Regions from separate parts of the Anas platyrhynchos genome. Here region 2 is linked to region 1. A link is a contact called in public Hi-C data. All regions are on one chromosome and are shown on one strand. The core of a region is the stretch at or near the end of the contact, and the rest is flanking DNA. Distances in the headings are between cores, read along the strand shown.

What was found. Hi-C and Micro-C count contacts between places; a contact is called where the count stands out from the background.
Region 2: a Hi-C map of F5 follicle shows a contact between it and region 1, with 1.9 times the contacts expected there. The contact joins the promoter of ORC6 here to the enhancer-like site in region 1. A contact is called at or near these places in 2 of 8 Hi-C or Micro-C datasets (F5 follicle and liver).

Annotation. Positions count from the first base shown.
Region 1 is chr12:19,055,445-19,058,654 of IASCAAS_PekinDuck_T2T, forward strand. All of the region lies in intron 1 of MYLK3 (myosin light chain kinase 3), which reads left to right. Among named protein-coding and RNA genes, the nearest start is that of MYLK3, 12 kb to the left of the region's middle. Within about 2 kb of position 1,282, at least 4 of the 8 cell types and tissues checked have an H3K27ac peak or open chromatin away from gene starts, as enhancers often do. A contact at or near this core is called in F5 follicle, where this site is marked.
Region 2 is chr12:19,096,846-19,100,138 of IASCAAS_PekinDuck_T2T, forward strand. ORC6 (origin recognition complex subunit 6) reads right to left here and starts at 1,309. Exons shown (of 7, transcript XM_027467001.3): 1 at 1,152-1,309; 2 at 945-1,074; 3 at 434-597. The coding sequence starts at 1,216. It overlaps VPS35 (VPS35 retromer complex component), which reads left to right and starts at 1,350. Exons shown (of 17, transcript XM_027466832.3): 1 at 1,350-1,429. The coding sequence starts at 1,427.

The sequences.
Region 1 (3,210 bases), core at 32-2,531:
AGCAGTGGTGGTAATACAGCTCTAATAAGCAGTAATAACATTATATTTTTTTCCCCTTCTTTAGGCTGTCACTTTCAGAACTCACTAATACTTACAAGATGCTAAGTTTGACTGCACCAAAGCTATGTCTGATTAAATATCCTTTCCATTAGGAGGAAGGTGTTCAAATTGATCTAACACTGCAATAACATACTATGTATTTTTAGTAGATATTGTGAATTCATAATGAATAGAAAGAGTCTGTAAATTAACGTACTAAAGAATGTGTTTTTTCTGCTCTTTAGATAGGGTTGTTCACAGCTGCTAGCTGTTGAATTAGATTTGCAATCTAAGTAAAAAACATGAAAATCATTAGCTAAAAGGCAGTGGAAATGGATAAATGTGTGTATTTATTTCTCCAGGGAAGAAGAAAAAAGAAACAAACGAAAAACAAACAAAAAAGTTGCTTTCACTGAAGTTGTCTAATTTCAAGTTCAAAACACGATTCTCAAGAATCGCTTGGTATCATCATGCAGCATTCTCCAGGAAAGAGTCAGGTACCCTTTCCTCTTTTCCTTCTGCCCCTGCAAGCTGCTTGTGGTGGTTCTTAGCTTTGCAAATAGAACTTGAGCTCCATCTTAAGAAAGTTAGTTTACTGCCTTCAGTCTTCTACTGTGATTTCTATTGTGACTTAGTCTTTAATTCTGTCATCAGGATACTATTTTTAGTGCTGGACAGCACTGAAGGCCATAATATGTTGTTAAGAACAGTGATTGTTCCAGATACTGGGAGTACAAACATAGGCCAGCAATCTTCCAAGTCTCAGAGGGTTTTATTCTGTTTTGGAATGAAGAGCTTTTGAATGTTTTACTGAATATGTCCTGCTAATAAAGAAAAATCTTCAGACTGAGATCTGAGTTGCTTTATTTGGAGAATTTGTGGAACAGAATGTATGTTTGTGTGTACATGCACGTGGGAGCACTAGTAGTGATTAGCTGCATGGCTGAACTCTGTGGAGATAGGAGCTGGGACCCAGACTGAATCTGGATAACAGCAGAGAAATGTTTCATTTTATGTCACTGAATGGAAATGGAGAAGCCTAATTTAGATAAACACTAATAGCTGCATTCTCAAGGATAGTCAGTAACTGTCCTGATAGAGAAGTATCTTATGATTAATCATGAATCTAGTTGCTTGTCAATGTATTTTCTTTCATTGTTGCTCGTGCCCATTTTATGAAGCTCTGAGTGTCTCATCCAAGTATATAGCTTACATTTCTTGGCGCTGACCAGATTATGAATTTGGCAACTTCTGTGGTGTTGCTGACAACATTCACAATGCTGTCTACTGGCATGGAGTTACTTAGCAACTGTGAAGCTCACGTTTACATACAGCTCCTTTGGTGCACCTACATGTAGTTTGGGGAGGGGAAGGAAGAAGGGTTAGAAGAGTTCAGAATTTGCAAGAGGAAACATACTTTAACAATTTGTATTGTTCAGCAGTTTTGACTTTGAGACTGGTGGCACTTGTGCATAGGAAAATAAATCTTGTGAAATGCTTTGTCTTAAAATCTTTATTAGATTGGTTATACATTGCAAAGACTTCAGGGAAAAAAATGAACAGAAACCTACATCTACCATCTACGTAAATGTCAAAACCATGGCAAACAGCAGGGAATACATCCTCCTTTGAATGTCTGCATTATAAATGCATTTCTGGGAAACAAAAGTATTATTTGAACACTGGAAATCTAAGCAAGTCAGAAAAATGACAGGTATTTTAGACACGTGTGTCGTGCTTATATTAGATAATTGATTTCAGAGATTCAGTCGTTGTTTGCTGCTTGTCAATTTAATACTTTTTTGTTGATCAAGCTGTAGTATCGTAAAGGTTTTTTGACAGCTTGTACTCTTTCTGCCTGCAGTAATCCTAAAAAGCCCTGTGACTTAAAAGGCCCCTGGGAGGCTGTTAGTGTAAATAATTACATTAATCCCAATTTCTGGGATCTCAGGCATGCAGTTCTCATTATTCGCCAGTGTAAGAGCTGCAGCGGAGCTTCCTTATATAGCCAAAGGAAGGAAAGTAATTGCGGCTCATGCCTTACGTGAGGAGGAGGCAGGGATCAGAGTGACTGGGCAGGAAAGCTGGGCCTGGAAAAGAGCAGGACACAATGGGTTGGGGAAACAACACAAGTCAGGAAAAGGCAGGGCAGAAAAAGAAAGGAAGGTGTGGGTGATGGAGAGGATTTGACTGGAAATTGCATGAGATAGAGGTTAAGCTAGACAGAGCTGGAGAAGGGTAGAATGACAAGAACTAAGCATCTATGTGTTAAGGCTACTATGGCAGATACATGGAGATCTGTGGGGTATCATGGGGGAGAAGGTGGTGCATGGGTTTCAGGTCTCCAGAGATGTGAGAAGAAGAAGAGAAGTTTGGGGGAGGAGGGAGAAATGAATGGAGAGGTGCTGTAATAATAGAAGAGAGTATAATTGGTGCCGCTCAAATTTTTCTGAATTGAGCAGTTCATTTTTTTTTTACCCAAAAATTAGGTAGCATGACCAATGAATGCTCCAAAGCGTATCTTTTTTTCTATGTTGTTTGGGTTTTCTCATCTATATCCCTGGTTGCACATTTATTGGGCTTTTCTCGTGGTTGTTAGCTACTGGGAAACTGATTCAGACATGATGCGAAAGGTGCACTAATCCCCCACCAGTGGGCGTGGTGTTGGGAGCGTTCATCCCTGTTTTGCAGTATGTTTCTTCATTTTGAATTGACTCTGAAAAGAAGCTTTTCAAGAACAATCTTGAACTTAATTAATGACACTGTTCTTCAGATGAGTGTCCAACAATTCGTATCACCGAAGTTAAAATACATCTAAAATACTTATTTCTGAATTTCAAACTCAAATGTAAAGAATCCTGAAAATCTGTTTTCTGTATATATGTTCCTTACACGCACAATCTTAGTGCATGTGTACTTAATGGGCCTTATTCAGAGAAGTTGTGTTCTTTAGTTAATAGAACATTAAACTTAGAGGTTGCAGTTGCCACCTATGCTGTGTGGCTGCCTCAGAGAGGTCAAGAGGGTAGGAGAGGGTTGTGTCAATTGAATGAATTCTTCATGAAGTACAGAATAGTGCATGTGCTAAGTGGGAGCTTGATAAAATTTGTCATGCAATACAAGTGGCAGCCTGCATATCACATTTTATTTCTTCCAGGAGTTTCTTGATCT
Region 2 (3,293 bases), core at 59-2,558, 41 kb after region 1:
TTTAGTTAAATCTGTTGAATCACTGTTGAAGCGTTCTACCTGATGTTTTTACATGTAGAATAATGTGCGTTTTTAAGAGATTTGCTTCTCCAGAAAGGAGGATTTGTTTCTACTGAGCATTACGTCTGAACTCTGACATGATCATGTAGAAGCATGATTCTGTGGATAATTACAATGACTAAATGTCCTATCTTTTTTATATTACTCTGAGTTAAAGAACTGGGACTCAGACAATGACTTACTAAGATTCACAAGCTAACACGTTTTTAAAAGTGGCCTAGATAATTGGCTGGATTGTCAGTGCTAAGAACTTACACACTGGAGTCCAGTCGGTGGGAGATACCTGACCCTTGCAAACAACAAGCTCTCTACACATTTAACAAACAAAGACTCTTACTAGTGATTACTGGTGCGATCTTGAGAGCTTCCTCACCTCTGCAGTATTTTTGAAGCGGTATTTACTGCCTCCGTGCAGCAGAACTGCACCGCCAGGTCTCGTATTCCCAGTCTCGGGTTCACCTCTAGCAAACACTCCAAAGACTTGATGGAGTTCTGGTAGGTCGTCTTGGTCAAGCCGGAGAGTTTAATAAAGTAGCTCTTTCAGAGATAGAGACAAGCCCCGAGGATTAGCGGCAGACTGGCATCTCCCCCAGGCACCTGACACGGGTTAGTAACTGCGCGCTGCCCTGAGGTGAGGTTCAATCGCTGCATTGAACATCCCTGTGCGAGGAGAGCTGTAAGCGCTCACTGCACAGAGGCAGACACCCAACGAGAAGGCCACACCCGTGAAGGCCGCGTTATTTTCAGACATTTACACCCGGAGTTTGCCTTGTTTAATGCACGCCGACGCGGCTCTTTCACGCACACAAACCCCAGGCCAAACCAAAGGCCGCCGGGCTCGGGTCGGTGCCCGGTGCCCTCCCGCTGCCCCCCCCAGCCCGTACCTTGTCCAGCGGCCTCCCGGCGGCGCGGGCCGCCAGCTCCAGGCACATCACGGCGCTGCCCGTGGCCGTCGTCTGCGCCAGCAGCCCCGGGCACCGCACCTGGGACAGCCGCAGGAACTCCTCGGCCTTCCTGCAACACACGGGGAGCGCTCCGCAACGGAACGGGCTCGGCCCTGCCGCAGCCCCCGCCCGTGCCCGTGCCCTCACCTGACGACGCGGGGCTCCCCCAGGCCCGCCCTGGCCGCCAGCCGCCTCACGGCCCCGCGCTCCATGCCCCGCTCTCCCCGCGCCGCAGCCGCAGCCGCGCCTCATTGGCCGCTCCCCACGCCAATCACCTCCCCGCGAGCCAATGGGCTCGGAGCGGAGCGCTTCCGCGGGGCGAGCCAATGGCCGAGCGGCGGGGCGGGGCGGCGCGGCGCTCACGTGACGGCGCGCGGCGCTGCGGGGCGGGGCTGGCGGGGGCGGCTCGTGGCGGCGCGGCCATGGTGAGGGGCGGCGGCGGCGGCCGGGCCCGGCCGGGGGGGAGGCGAGGCGGGAGGGGGCGGCCCGGGGGCAGGGCCGGGGCTGAGGCTGGGGCTGCGGCTGGGGCTGCGGCTCGGGAGCGCCCCCGGTGGGTGGGGGGGGCCCGGCGGCCGCCGCCCGGTGCGGGGGGGCTGAGGGGAGGGGGAGGGGAGGCCCCGGTAACGGCCGCCCCGGTGCCGGGGGAGGCAGCTCCGGGGGGGGCCTCGGGGCGAGAAACGCCTCGGCCCCGGCACGGCGCGGGGAGCTCCCGCGGGCCGCCGGGGCTCGGGGTTCCCGCGGCGCTCCGGGCACTGCGGCTGGGCCGCGCACCGAGCCCCTTGCGGGCAGGGCTTGCCCAGGGCCTGCGTCTCTGGGGCCGGTTCGCGTTTGGGGTGGGGGCTGCCGGGACGGGTCGGCGCCGGGCCTGCGGGGGCGTGTGTGCGGCGGTGCCCCCCGGCGTGTGGCTGGGGAAATGAATGGGGCCGGCTGAGCGGGCAGGGGAGCGCTGCGTCCACCCTCACTGCGGGCCCTGTCCCCCGGGTCAGTGCCCGTGGCGGCTCAGAGGCGGCCCGGCTTCCTGCTGCTTGGCCCTTCCGTGGGAAATGGCCTCAGACGTGCCTGCTCTGGGGTCCTCTTTCTGATAAGAGCTGATAGCAGGTGACTCAGGAAAAGAAAGCCCAAGCTTCCAGCTGTTAAATGTGGGTTAATCCCCTCTACCAGCCCGGGCTCCATGGCCATTTCCAGTGGCCAGGCTTCATTTAAGCCTTGAAGCAGCGTGCAAGTACCCTAAACTAGACTTGGATTTCGTAAATGTTTATTGATCGTTCCCTAAATAAAAAGCCCACAGCCCCTGGATTCTTGTTAATGTCTCCTGGCTTCCTGTGGCAGCAAATGCCAGCGTATACATGAAAAATGTTCTCTTTGGCTCACCTTCATGCTCTGTTGTGTGACTTAACAGAAGTTCTGGGGTTGCCTTCTTTATTGCAGGGTTGTGCTTCTAATATGGTACAAAATGCTTTTTTGTTAATATCGAGGCACCCCGTGATGTTTGCAGTAACGTGTTGTGTGCACTCTGGCTCCATCAGTAGGATGGTGATTGTCATGATTTTCTGTCCTCTGTCGTGGGTAACATTCATGTTAAATGTCTTGATAGTGATGGGGTGGCAGTCCTAACTGGGAGGAGGCAGAGAAACATGGGTAAGTCTTGTTCACTGAGGTACTAAACACAAGCACGTGAGTGAACAAAAGGAAAAGTCGTATATGGAATAGACTGGAAGTACATCTAAATCAAAGTGGAAGTTTGTCTAAATCCAAGTGCTTTATATCACTTGGAGAGTCGATGAAAATGCACTTCAGAGCATTCAGAAGTGAAATCTTCTGCTCTATTACGTATACTCTCTGTTCAGCTTAAGATACCCGCTTTGCCAGAATACAGACTGCTTGTGACGATCCACAAGCTTGCCTTGAATCCCATGTATTTTAATTGTAGATAATTCTGTTAGATGCAGTGATTTACTGACAGAAGTGAAATGAGCATCTTGTCAACACAGTGACCCAAAACGATAGTCATCACGAGTGCTGCAAGTCTGAAGTATAAAACAAACTATGAATGGATGCCTTCTTGGGGAGATGGGTGTTAGAAACCAAGTAAATCCTACACAGTAGGTGTAATGTTAACTGTATGTGTTCAAGAGTTATTATGAGGTTGAGCGTGGTCGAGAAGAACGCTTGCAGTATGCTTCACTAATTATCCACAAGATTGCTGCCTGGCTGATAAAGGTGTGTGCGTGGGGGTAATACCAGTTAAATTCTTCCAAGCCGGTTTGGGGCTTAAACATGATTTTATTT